Regions from separate parts of the Mus musculus genome. Here regions 2 and 3 are each linked to region 1. Evidence: chromatin contacts called from public promoter capture Hi-C data. All regions are on one chromosome and are shown on one strand. The core of a region is the stretch at or near the end of the contact, and the rest is flanking DNA. Distances in the headings are between cores, read along the strand shown.

Region 1 (4,652 bases), core at 2,034-4,533:
CTAAGACAGACACCTCGGAGACATAACAAGATAGTCAGATTTGACTTTTGCAAAATTAAGATGAATCTAGTTAACCTTTTCTCATCAAATATTTAAAAGAAAACAATAAAACTCTTAGACACAATAAAACTCAACTAAGGCCAAGATTTCCCATGAGAAATAATTTCACAATATTTTTTTTTTTAGTAAACAAAGAGTTTTGTCTTCCCCTGATCCAGTAATGTGGGGTGGGGAGGTGTCTCAAGAAGTCAAAAAACTACATTGTAGGCTGGTGAGTTGGCTCAAGGGAGTAGCAGAATTTGTGCTAAGCCTGTTAACTTGAGTTTGATTCTCAGGACCCAGATGGTGGAAGGAAAAAAAAAAAGAGACTCCCAAAAGTTGTCCTCTAGCTTCTAAATATACCATGTTATGTACACACACAAATACAACACACATAAACAAACAAACAAACAAAACTGTGTCACAACTATAAGTCTTGTACTTTGCAAATGTTCACAAAAAGCCAATAAAAATATTACAGTATAAGGCTGGTTGTTTTAAATAATAGCCACAAACCCCAGAAATGGATGCCAGCAAAGACCTATCTGCTTGAGTCACATGTTTAGCATAAGCTCCTCAAGGGACAATGGTCATTAACTGAACTAATTATGTTCTCTATCTAGAGATTTAAATGGAAGACTTCAGAGTTTTAGGGCACATAGAAAAGGAACAATGTAAAAGAACATGGAGAAAAAAGGCAGCATACTGAGATTGTGCTAGCAGAACATTGGGATGCTCATTGGAGAGAGCCACTCTTCCAGCTGCTTTAAAAGGTTAAAGAGCTTTCTCAGCTGGTTGTACCACTTTGGAGTAGACAGAAAGAGCATTTCTTCTGATGCTCCTGTCTGGTTATATTTAGGTATTTCTATGGGTGCATACTTTTGATATCTATTCTTCTATATAATCTGAGCCATCTATCTTCCCTGCATGCATGTGTCTGTGTACCATGTGCCATGTAGTACCCACAGAGGCCGGAAGTGGGTTCATATCCCCTGGAACGGGAGGTATAGCTGGTTATCAGCCATTATGTGGGTGCTGGAAACCAAAGTCTGTCCTCTGCAAGAGCAGTATGTGCTCTTAACCACTGCGACATCTCTCCAGGCCCCTGAACCATCGTTGAAAGTGAATTCAATCCACACTGGAATAATAGAATCTTCTAAATTCTCCAATCTGACATCTAAGAACTTTAAGTCAGCAACTAGAACATTTTTGAACTTTATAACTACTTCTCTGATTACTAATATTCCTAGCCTAAAGCAATATTGTTAAACTTTTTGAAAGAACTCAAAGAGGGATATTTTTGAGTAGATATCAGAACACGATACAAAGACACCCAACAGGAATATAGATTTCAATTATGCATAGCATGTTGTTTGTATCCTGTTCTATTTAGTAGTAGTAGTAGTAATAGTAGTAGTAGTAGCAGCAGCAGCAGCAGCAGCAGCAGTAATAGTGTGCAGATGTGTTCATAAACTAGAACGGATATAGAGGCCAAAGAACAACCACGAGTCAGTTCTTTTTCCACTTTGGTATACACTGATCAAAGTCAGGTTGTGAGGTTTGTGTAGCAAGTGGTTTTACTGGTTGATGCAACTTGCTGAACCTCCCACCCCACTGCAAGGTAACCTTATGCTAGCTACATTACCACGGACTAAAGTGCTACGAGCTCAAGAACACTGGTGGATTGGGGCATCTGCTGAATATACGTTTAACCTGAGTCTGTTTTAAAATACTTAAGATAGTTCAAAGGGGAAGGCAGTTATGGCTCAGTTCTCTGAGAACTTGAGTTCATCTTGGGTCCAATCCCAAGCACCGAATAAACATGGTTTGGAAGTCGGTAATCCTAGCATTTGGACAGAGAAAAGAGAATTGAAAGATCAAGGTAGCAGAACAGCACTTAATCCCAGCACCTCGGAGGCAGTGACAGGTGGATCTCTAAGAATTCCAGGCCAGCCTGGACTACGTGAGACCCTATAAAAATAAGTCTATTGTGAAGGGCAAAAAATTAAGGACAAGTGTGCTGTTCTCTCTTGGCACCTTTATTTCCAGGCCTAGCCTTTAGTTTGGACTTCGATGAACTAGGCCTAGGGTCTAGCTTTCCACCCTGTTCTTCAATATGAGGATATCTCAACTCCTCTAGTTCTCTGGAAACAAGAGCTTTCTGCCTGTACGACTGTTGTAGAAAATATGACAGCCTTCCCTTTTCAGGCATGGCCCGCCCACACCAGACAGCTAAGCCTCCTCCTTTTCCTCGGCGTTTTTGACAATGGCTGACTTTCACGTTTCTCCAGAAATAACCTCTCGAGTGTTCAGTATGAAAAGACGCACTGATCTGGCTGCAGGACTCCCACGCGCGCGCCTGTCTGTGCGAGGTGCGTGCCACCCGGCGTGTTGCCCGAGTCGGCACCAGGACTGGTCAGCTCGCGCTGCTTTTAATGGAATTTCTGACATTTGCGAGCTGCACAGATTTCATTCTTCCCACAGTTCCTCAGCCACGAATAAAGCTTAGTCACCACCCACGTTAAGCCCAGACTAAAGCTAACATAGCAGGACGGTAATTTGAAGTATAGACAAGTGCGAAGCGAGGTGTCAGCCAACCTACAGTCCGTCAGCTAGGGCCACGCGCCTCGCTCCTTTTAAGGGCCGGCAGGCGCAAGTCGGCCAACGGCTCAGCACTTCACCAATCACCGTGCTTCACGCCTCTGGTTCCGCCCCCGCACCCACATTAGCCAATCACTGAGGAGTTGCCTGCCCGCCCGCCCACCCGCCGGTAGGGCCACGCTTTTGGACCACGCAGGCGCCCCGCCGAGCAAAAGCAGACAGAATTTATTTTTAGCTCCCCGCTGAGCGGCACCTCTCCTTGGCTCCACCCTTCCAATCCCCAATAGAAGACGGAGTTTCCATTGCGTCATCGCGCGGCAGTCTGGGAGCCGTCCAGTCAGAGCTCGGGCAGGATTGTCGTAATTAAAAAGCGGCGGAAGTAGGTGGGAGGGTCATGACGCAGCGAGTTTCGGTCGTGACTTTTCCGGGGGCTTTGGGGCGTCTCCGCTTTTTCCCTTTAAAGTAAAACGTTTCCCCGACGCTCCCCCGCGCGTTCCGGGCTGGGAGGCGGCGGCGGGAGGCGGCGCAGACGGGGCCGCGCGCGGTCACGTGGGTGTGTTGTTGGGGGAGGGCCCGCGCGTTCGGTTCCGGGCGGTTGAGCGAGCTAGAGAAGGAGCGAGCGAGCGAGCGAGCGAGAGGCAGCCGCGCCCGCCGCCGTGCTCTGTATGCCGCGTTCTCCCGGCGCAGCCGCCGCCGATAGTCTGAGCCGGAGGAGCCGCCGCCGCCGCGGTTAATGTGGTTGGGTCGGGGCTGAGCAGGCCACCAAGATGCCTCAGTCCAAGTCCCGGAAGATCGCCATCCTGGGCTACCGGTCTGTGGGTGAGTGGCGGCCCGGGCGATGTCGGGGCTGAGCCCCAGGACGCGGACGCGCCTGCGAAGTTTGTGGCGGCGCGGCCATGTGGCGGGCGGGCGGGCGGCGCGCGTTTCATAACCTCCATTTTGAGTGGAGGCGGCGGCGCCTTCCCCTGTCCCCAGGCGCGGCGGACAGGTGGCGGGGCGGCAGGCCGAGGCGGCCGCGTCCTTCCCTCGGCGTAGGAGCCGCGGGCCACTGCCCGGGAGTCTTGCGGCCCGGAGCAGCCTAGTCGGATCCCCGCATCTGTCCCGCCTTCTCTAAGCACGGTCTGTCCCCACCCGTTTCCCCAATCCCACAAGCCCCGGGCATTTCAACAAAGGAAACCTCTCCTTGTGACCTTTCCATCTGCAAAGAAGTTAAGCCTTTTAAAGAAAACAGGGAAACTTCAAGACGTTTGGCTACCAAGTTTTCCGCCTCCAAGAAACCTAGACTGGACCCCTCACAGGCCAGCTAGGTAGCATCTGGCAGCCAGCACAGGGAAGAGGAGAAAGACGTCTCTAATGTGTCCTATTTTTCTTTTCCCCTTTGAGGAGAAACAAGGCCAGGCACTTGGAACCAGGCTGTTAAAGTAATTCAAAAGCCCGTTTGTTTTCCTAACACCACCACCAAGCGATTGACATACATTTAAAGTTGTTCCTAGTAATCACCTTTTTGCCGAATAGAGGTGGTCCTGGGTGGGGTGGGGAGGGAACGCGGTGTCCAGACAGTAGTATTCAGTCCATCGTGTGATACAGGACATTTGAACTTAACCACGCTGCAGGGTGAGGCTTTATTGTTTTTGACCGACCGGAACAGGGGACTGTCACGTTCATCTTTAGTGCTGTTTGAAAGATGTAACTGTCTCCAGAAAATGTGCGTTTGACAGGGACCACTGAGGAGTGGAGAGTCTGGCAGTAGAACACCTTCCCCACTGGATGGGCTCCTGCTAGGCGGTTCATTCTGCGTTCTCACCCTGCTTTCCACTGCTGGTGCCCGGCTCTGTGCTCTTTGACCAAGATCAGTCAGGGCCTGCTTACTTTTCACCTTCTCTCCTCAAGAACTGGAGAAACTCCTTAGGAAGGGAATGGAAGATCGGAGACAGTGTGACAGATGGGAGTGCCTAGAGTGGAAAGGTGACACGTGCATAGTGCAGTGCTGAGGTGTTCATAGTAGGAAAGAG
Region 2 (4,641 bases), core at 901-3,400, 3.5 Mb before region 1:
AAAATGTTTCTAGTTGTATCTCAGCCTTAGCACCTTTAATCCCTCCGCTGGAATACAGACATGCCCTTAGTACACACTTTTAATCCCAAACAAGGAAGGTAAAGTTAGTTTATAGAAGAAAGCACCAATGTTTGAAAGGGATGTCTAATTGAGTGGCAGACAATAAGTGAAAATAAGGAAGGGAGAGAGGGAGGAATGGAGGGATGGAGGGATGGAGGGAGGGAGGGAGGGAGGGAGGGAAAGGGAAAGAAGGAAAAAGAAAAGGAGGAAGGGGGCAGTTTTACTGGCGAGTTTTACAAAGACAGGTTGAAGGAGAGAACAAGCCAGAAAATGAGAAGAAGCCAGAAGATTAGAAAAGGTTGCTAGAGTTGGTGTGAGGCCAAACAGAGCAATCCAGGAGAAGCCATCCCAGAGAAGCCAGATCGATCAGCTTGAGAAGAGCTTGAGCCAAAACAGCTAAGTTGAACCAGCCAGGGTTCAGAAAGAACTAGAAAGGGTGAACTTACCCAACAGTAAGCCTCAGAGATGACCAACTACCAATAGGAGTGTAACCCCTTCAAGGCAGGAACAGTGTACTGCACATGGGCTGAAGAGGTCCAGCAGTTCCAGGACTGCAGAGCTGCTGAGCACCAAGGTGAATATTCAAAAGAACTTGCCTACTTTCCCAAGGAGTTTGGATTAAGTCTAAGCAATGGAAATGCTGACAAGATATTAAGATGGAAGAAAAATTCCAAACTTCCAAAAAGGCAATCTAGCCTTCTAAAATTACAACCCTCAAACTTTCTGGCTAAAAACTAATATACAGCCCTCAAGTTTTATTTGTGTGGATATTTATCAGTTTTTACTATTAAAGTTTTAAATGAGAAACTTAAAAGATCATAAAAGCGCATAGTCCCCAAGCCATCCATGTCAAGTCTTCACATGCCACACAGCCTCTGGAAAACCAAACCACACTAGTGAGAAAAAATGGAAAATGAAAATATCATCTTCATCTTTTAAAAACAGCTTTGACCCAAGGGCTCCCATAACACTGAGACTCACATATAAAACCTTAAGTTTTTACCTTCTCTAATCAGGTAGAGTAGACAAAATGTATTTTAAGCATTTAACTAGAAAGCCTCGAATCTGCATGTTAAAAAAAAAAAAATCATCTATGTAAGCTGGCAGTGACATATACCATACCACATCCTGCCAGAAATGGCATTCTGGATGTAGTCTCTGCCGTTTGGGTTTTTTGTTTTGAGGTCAGAACTCCTAAGCAGGGTTGTTTAACATGCCCACCCCAACCCCCAATCTGTAAGTAAGCATCACTAACACCTCTGGAATATGTAGAATAGTTCAAGTGTCTATAGCCAGAACTAGCTGGCAAATGCTTTTGTTGTCCACATTTTACCGTGAGGGTCTTTTATCCAAGTCCTGAAACGTCATTTTTTTTATTGTTCCACATCTTTAAAAAAAAAAAAAAAAAAAAAAACCCTCGTTCAACAAAACGTGGTTTTACTTATAACTGGCTAGTCTTTCCATATCGTTTACGATTGCGAAATGAAAATACTCAAACAACTGGTTCAGTAACCAACCCTTTGTACACGGTCTTCATCCCTTTCAAGCATACTGCCAAACACAAGTTTTCCTTAGATGATAATAGGTTTATTTAAAGCACCCTAATAAACCGCAAAATTCTTTTTACACTGAGTAGGCTGCTTGCCGCTGCCCAGGGCGCATCTTCCAAGAAGACTGGAAGTCGCCAGGGCCCCCCGACCCCGTCGCGGGGCCGCCGCCGACCTCGCGTCGCCGCCTCGGGCCTAACGCTCCGCGCTCCCGGCCTGAACGGCGGCGGCAAGCCCGGGGCGGCTCCGTCTGTGGCGGGGCAGCACGAAGGCCCTACATAAAGGGTGCCCGGTCTACGGCCCCCGCCGCGGCCCACGTACCTCCAGCGCCTGCTCCTCCGCCTGCGCCCAGGGCGGCCGCCATGGTGGTCCCCGGGCCCGGCCTTCAGCCGTCCCCCGAGCTCCTGGCAGGCCGACGGCTCTGGTGCGGGCCGGGGAGGCGGGGGAGCGGCGAGGGCCGGCGCCCGCGAGCGAGCAGAGGCGAGGCCCGCGCGTCGCGGTCCGCAGCGGACCCTCGCCTCCGCAGGAAGAAAACAACACTACGGCAACATGGCCGCGCCGCGGTGCACGCCGGGAGCAAGGCGGGCGGAAGAGCCAGGCGGCGGCGGGCGGACGCCTAAGGTCCCGGGTGCCTGAACGCCAGCGAGTGCCCGGCGGCGCGCGCTAGAAAGAGCAGCGCACAGACACAGTTTCGGCCGGGCTGGAAGGCCGAGGCTTCAGGCGGGAGGAGTGTGGACGGCCACACGCCGTAAAGTCGACATAAATCGCCTTGCAGCAGTAGGCGCGGCTGCGCTTTACGACGGCTGAGCCGCCGTGGCAAGTGGAGCCGAAGCGCGGCCGGAGACGCTAACGGCCGAGTCTGGCTACCGCGCCCCCAAGCTTGAGGCGCGCGAACGCTACATCGACGCACGCGCACTCGCGTTCGCGCGAGCTGGCGGAAAGCCTCGCGCGTAGGGTCTTAGGAAAGGAGAGGAGGTGTGTGGCGGTGGCACTAGGTACCACGACCTCAAAGACGGACTCCAGAGCATCCTAAAGCAAGTCCCCAAGCCTGCGGCTTTGAGGACGAGGTTTCGGGCAAAAGCGAGCTGGGAAGGCGGAGGAGCCCCGCAGGTGGGCCCTTGGAGAGGCCCGGCATGGAGGCTGGTCGCCGCTCAGTGAGAATTCCAGACGCGGGCATCCACATTCCCGGAAAGTCTTAGGGAGCTAAAAGAATGTCTGCTGTGAAATTCAACTTTTAGGTGATTGAAATTTTTCCTCATAAAAAAAAAAAAAAATCCCTAAAATCCCTGCTTTATAATGTTCATTTAAGAAACAGAAGGAAAAAAAATTCCTTTTTTAAAAAATCGTCATGAAGTCATTGCCCAATAAAAGTAAGCCTGGCATGGAGCCTCACTGACTAACTAGATTTCTGTCAGAAAGCACATTAATTCATATCTAAACTGCTTGAACCCCTTGTCACCTTTTCCTAATTTTTACACTGTTCAGGATGGACTACCCAACTGAGAATATTTTCAAGATAATATCAGTGCTGGTCTTGAGAAAGACCTCTCAAAAATAGGTACAATGATAAAATTACTTCATAATACTTTATAACGTATTACACATGAAAAAAGACGTGCATCTCAATTATAGCAAATGAAGATTAAATTGCTCAAAGGCCACTGAATATCCACTTCGAATGAGTCAGGATTTCAACTCTATGTCTGCCTTGACTCAAATCTCATGTTCTAACATAGCTATGACCTTAAGAAAGTAGTTTTCTTAATTTCACCTAAAACTGAAATTCTCCAGGACAGGAAACTCTAAACATTCTGTACTGAAACATTCACTAGAAAAACATTTAACCTGTATGTAGGAACACCTAGTATTTAGAGATGTGATCACTTGCTGTGAGTACAGATTTAATCACCCCCTTTTCCTTATCACTACATACCACTTCAGTCAGCTCTCTAACTTCCTCTAGAAACCTGTTAAAGGCTCAGTGTCAACCAGGAAACCAAACTGCAACGCTTGTGGTGAAAATGGTTTCAGAGCACGGCTCAGCCCTTAAATACCTCACAGGAACCTCGCCCTCTGTGCTTTCCTAATTGAGGTTACTATCTAAACGTGAGGGTTTAAGAATGAACTCTCAGCCCGGCGTGGTGGCACACGCCTTTAATCCCAGCACTCGGGAGGCAGAGGCAGGCAGATTTCTGAGTTCAAGGCCAGCCTGGTCTACAAAGTGATTTCCAGGACAGCCAGGGCTATACAGAGAAACCCTGTCTCGAAAAAAAAGGAACTCTCAGAGCTATTAGATACACTGGCTTCTATAGGTCAGTAGCTTTTAAGCCAAGGAGGCACCTTCCCCTCAGTGAGTACCTAGGTGGCCTTGGAGACACACTGTGCCTTCATTGACACCTAACACCCAAATCTTGGCTTTTGAATCCTATATTCCAAAAGAATAGTTTCTATTTGAAACACTTCACCTGAGTTAACTAACACTTCAATTATGAGTGAATAAAAATCTTGTGTACCTACAGAATGAAGTAGGAGAACAATGTCTTTTGTGGAGATCAAAGACGTCTACCTAACACCCAGTGTAGTCACTGACCAGCTATAATAAAGACTTTCTATTGGCTTAAATAAATAAACAAACAAATAAATAAAATGGAATAGTGACTGAAAGCACAAAAAGTAAAGCAAGTTAGAAGCACAGGCAGTCTATAAGTCATGGAATGATCATTTGCTCCACACTCTATGCCTCCATAAGGGCCGTACATTTTACTAATTAAAAAGTGGGGCAAGTGAAGATTAAATTAATCAAAAGTCTCTGGATCTGCACTTTCAACAAATGAATCACGATTTCAACTCTGTATCCATCTTGACTCAAATCTCATGCTCTAACATAGCTATGGCATTGAGAAAGTAAAATCTTCTAACAAGAAAGAAATGGAATTCAGTGATCAATAGTTCTCCAGGGAGAGACGCTTTCTACATTCACATTTTCTTGTTGAAGAGACAGTATCTCCACTGCCTGCCCCGGGTGCATGCTGTC
Region 3 (4,418 bases), core at 1,724-4,223, 4.9 Mb before region 1:
CCAGGCTGGCCTCGAACTCAGAAATCCACCTGCCTCTGCCTCCCGAGTGCTGGGATTAAAGGTGTGCATGACCACACCCAGCTCTCAAAATTAGAGTTTGACAGAACACTTTATCCATAGGTCTATCTAATAAAAACGAAATTCCTAGACCAGACATGGTGGTGCATTCCTTTAATCCCAGCTCTTGGGAGGCAGAAACTGGAGGATATTTGTGAGGCCAGGCCAGGCTGTTCAACCAAGGACAGCCAGGGCTACAGAGACCCTGTCTCTGAAGAAACAAACAAATCCAACTAGCTACTAGCTGGCTTATCTACTAAGTCAGTCTCCAGGCTCCCCCACCACCACCACCTCCAAAAAAAGGATTTTTAGCAGACTTAAACATGCTTGGGGAGCACTCAGAAACAGTACACTGTGGCTTCAGGAGAAAATGGTCCATTTCTCCCTCCCACGCTCATTAGGGGAGGGGCACACCTGTGGAGTCCACACGACAACTTTGAGTCAATGCCCTCCTGCCATCCTTATTTGGGTTCCAACTCTAGTCCTCAGGCCTTCTTCCTATGCTTTAGGTGTTTAACCACCTCACCAGCCCAATTACAACAGTAACATTTCCGTCTTGTTCTCACCAGCTCGTTTCTGGTTAACCTCAGGCTTACTGCTTGAAGTAGAGTCTCACTTTACAGGCCAAGATGGCCTCTACCTAAAATTCTACCTCACCCTCTTGAATTACTGGTATCAAGGACCCACACAACACTACACAGCTCACTGTGACTTTATTCCCAAAGTTACTCTCTTAAACTCTATACATGAAAATAATATTAATTTGCCACTCTAATCCCTCCTACAAAATCCTGCCTTTAACTGTAGGCCCTTCACTACCAGATGGTGTCCTGGGTAAATTTAAGACTTAACATACAATCATTTTCAAAGTGTCAGTTTTTAAGAATCCTGCAAAGCAGAACCAAGTCGAAAGGACAATTCTGTTCTATTTGCTTGTTCTTTAGAAAGGCATCAGACAAGGTCTAAAAGTACACGCACATCCTTGAGTATTAAATAATGTAAAAGGCACACGCTATCACACCAATAGTGGACAGGGATAACAAAGTGCCTTCTTTACAATTCTAAAGATGTGGCTGGTGCAGAGGGTGCACACCTTTTTTTAATCCCAGCAGGAGGCAGAGTTCTGTGTTTGGTATCAGGCTGCTATTCAAAGTGAGTTCCAGGACAGCCAGGGGTACACAAAACAATACCAAAAAAGTTTGCAAGCCGGGCGTGGTGGCACACGCCTTTAATCCCAGCACTTGGGAGGCAGAGGCAGGTAGATTTGAGTTCAAGGCCAGCCTGGTCTACAAAGTGAGTTCAGGGACAGCCAGGGCTACAGAGAAACCCTGTCTCAAAAACAAACAAACAAACAAACAAAAAGACAGGCATGGTCTGCCTGGGCAAGAGTGAAGAGAAGACTGAAACTTCCAAGTCAACCATACCTACAAAAGGCAGCATTTCTTCCCATATTTCTTTCATGTTCTTCCTAATTCCAAAGCTCCACCCAAGTGTGTGTACTGATGACACCGTAATCACACACCGGAGGGCAATTCGGCCTGTGGTGGCGATATCCCAAAGTACAACAAAGGAGTCCTTCCAGGAATCAGTAAGTCTACTGTGGGGTTTACTTTACAAACAAGAACAGACTAAGTTCAAATATCAGGGCGCTTGTTCTTTAGGTTGTTCCCTCCTCTGGCTTTTATGTCCAATATTTCTACTAAAACAGTTGCCTTAAAGTTGGTATCACTTCCCTAGCAAGCTGAGCGTCCTGAGATTCTACGGCCTAGAATGCGTAAACCCTAACCACAAATCTAAGGTTCAAATAAAGACGTTACAAAAAAACCAAAGTGGCTGCACTGGGCAGGCACTCCCCACCTTAGAAGGTGGGACCATCCCCACCATTCCCTTTCAACGGTTCACATACAACTTCTTCGGTAACAAAGCTTTTAAAACTTGACAAACCCCTCCTGTTTAAAAAAAAAAAAAAAAACTCCATCTCCAAAGTTTTTAAGACCTTTTAGTTTGCAGTGCAGAGTTCCTTGTCAACACAACCGAAGTAAATTAAGACTTAGTGTAAACTCCAGTTACATAAACTTTGTTACGTAAACCACAGCAAAGCAACCTTCGAGGCCAACATCAAACTAGTTTTAAAAGTAAGCTGAGCCAGGCGGGTCGCCTAGCAAACTTCCCAACAGTCCCTGGAAACCGCCTTGGCCTTCCCACCCGGCCCCCTTCGCTGCCTGGAGGCCTGGGCCGGTGATTGCGCCTTCCATGGGAGTCCTGCTCTTCGCAGGCCACCTGACCCCTTGCTTGCAGAATGCAGTGAGGACGCCAGGACTGGGTGACACCAGCCTTGCCTACTCCTGGAGCTCTGCGGCCGACCTAGCGCGTGCCGGACCCAACCGCCACCTTCGACCAGAGAACTAGGGAAGCGGACCGCAGCTAAGCCCCGAGCTAGGCCTGACCAAGAACGGCAAACGCTCTCCACAGACCCAATCTACAACCGGCCCAGACCAGGAACACCTTAAGCCCCAGACCTAGACACAAGACTACAGCCTAGACTGGAACCCGTTCGGCCTTGTGAGCAGTACCGGCCCCACTGTCGACCCGGTTCCTGCACCCGTATTCCGGGAGCCAAGCGGGTTAGCCCATTCGCAGGCCTTCCCCTCCCGCCGTAGTCAACCCTGCTTTTCGCCGCGGCTCGCGGACCCTCACCGAGGACACGGCGGCCAGCGAGGAGGGAAGTCAGGCGGCCGGTCTCCTCGCGGCTGTGGCACAGCTGCGCTGGTGGCGGTGGCGGCGGCGGCGTCTCCTCGCGCTTTCCTTTCTCTTCTTTTCTCCAACAACAAACAGGAAGTGCGTCACGCGGTGGCGGCGCGGCCCGGCGACGTCGACTTCCGCCCGGCCCTGAAGCTAACGTGCGCAGCAGCCTCCGTGCGCGTCGGACTTGATAGCGCTGGTCTAGCGTTCCGGAAGATTCTCGGAGCTGAGGACGGTGGGATTCTGGAGGGTTTACATAGGCGAAGGTGGCTGAATAGGGCGGGAAGCGTCCCCTTGCGCAAGCTCTGTGCCTGGAGGGCTCTAAAGCCTGAGGCGACTGTAGCCGAACCAAGGAGCCTGCGTTTGCCCGGAAGCAGGCTGGGAGGAAGGACGCTCACAGCCTCTGACACAGTGGATTCGGAGATAAGGACCTGATAGCGTAGTATGACTCACACTCCTATGGACTTGGAGAATTGTGGTCCCGAGGTTCGGCCGACCCAACAAGCAGGCCCGACTTAGAGTGAACCGTGAGAGGCCTCATCATTACCAACTCGCAGTGCTGAATCCAGGGTCTAGATTTCAAACACGGTTATTTTAAAGATGTATTTACTTTTTGTATGTGAATGTACTGTCTTCGGACACACCCGAGAAGGACATCAGATCCCACAATAAGCTCCTGTCTCAATAAATCAATAAGCTCCTGTATAAATAAATAGACATTTAAATCCTCACCCCACCCCCACTTACACCCATAGGATGAGTAGTTTTTCATCTTGCCCAGTAAGTTTCAAAAGGTTAGCTAACACTGCACTGGAAAGTAAGAATGAAAGAGAACATATTGATCTCAGAATGTTATGGTTGGACGCCCACCTTCTCAACGCCTGAGAAGGACAAGCACAGAAGATGTGGAGACCCATGATCTGAAGTCACAGATCCTTGGATGCTCCCTCACATGTAGGATATACTCAACTCCAGATAGAACCCTCCAGAATGGCTCCTTGTCTCCTTGCTTCTGTTCTGCCCCCAAGGTTCCCAAACACTACACTTCCCCTTTTGTGAAACATAGAATTTGGCCAGATCTCTTTTCTAATTGACTTTCAGCCCTACAAGATGGCTGTCCAAGACTGAAATGAAAACTAAGCACAAAAGTTCCCGCCCTTTCCTTTACCTTCCTCCACCTCTCCTTCCACCTTTCTGCTCTCAATCTTACCCACTACCACCCTCAATGGCAGGAATCAAGGAGTCTGGCCTAGTGACGAGTGGAAGGTGTGTGTGCTTGCATACTCCAGGGCTGACAGCCCAGCAACCCAAGCTTTCTATTGAAGCAGCGCCGAAAGACAAAGCCAGTTATAAGGTAGAGAATAGGGAAAGGAGTCCCCTCGCCTCAGAGTCTGGCTGAAGCCTCTTGCCACATGACATTTAAGAATTCTAACACGCAGGGCAGTGGTGGCAAATGCCTTTAATCCCAGCACTTGGGAGGCAGAGACAGGCAGATTTCTGAGTTCCAGGCCAGCCTGGTCTACAGAGTGAGTTCCAGGACAGCCAGGGCTGCACAGAGAAACCCTGTCTCAGAAAAAAAAAAAAAAAAAAAAAAAAGAATTCTAACACAGGGTCTGAGG

What was found. Promoter capture Hi-C pulls out the DNA fragments that hold promoters and counts their contacts.
Region 2: a contact with region 1 is called in a promoter capture Hi-C map of cranial neural crest. The contact joins the promoter of Rbm33 here to the promoter of Rheb in region 1. A contact is called at or near these places in 2 of 39 promoter capture datasets (cranial neural crest and pre-B cells).
Region 3: a promoter capture Hi-C map of pre-B cells shows a contact between it and region 1. The contact joins the promoter of Dnajb6 here to the promoter of Rheb in region 1. A contact is called at or near these places in 2 of 39 promoter capture datasets (cranial neural crest and pre-B cells).

Annotation. Positions count from the first base shown.
Region 1 is chr5:24,840,992-24,845,643 of GRCm38.p6, reverse strand. Rheb (Ras homolog enriched in brain) reads left to right here and starts at 3,283. Exons shown (of 8, transcript NM_053075.3): 1 at 3,283-3,459. The coding sequence starts at 3,408.
Region 2 is chr5:28,314,698-28,319,338 of GRCm38.p6, reverse strand. Rbm33 (RNA binding motif protein 33) reads right to left here and starts at 2,150. Exons shown (of 19, transcript NM_028234.1): 1 at 1,929-2,150. The coding sequence starts at 1,971. It overlaps Gm35602 (a long non-coding RNA gene), which reads left to right and starts at 2,252. Exons shown (of 5, transcript XR_003955879.1): 1 at 2,252-2,845.
Region 3 is chr5:29,734,453-29,738,870 of GRCm38.p6, reverse strand. It overlaps Dnajb6 (DnaJ heat shock protein family (Hsp40) member B6), which reads right to left and starts at 2,973. Exons shown (of 8, transcript NM_011847.4): 1 at 2,755-2,973. Gm5129 (predicted gene 5129) reads left to right here and starts at 2,935. Exons shown (of 1, transcript NR_028426.1): 1 at 2,935-3,537.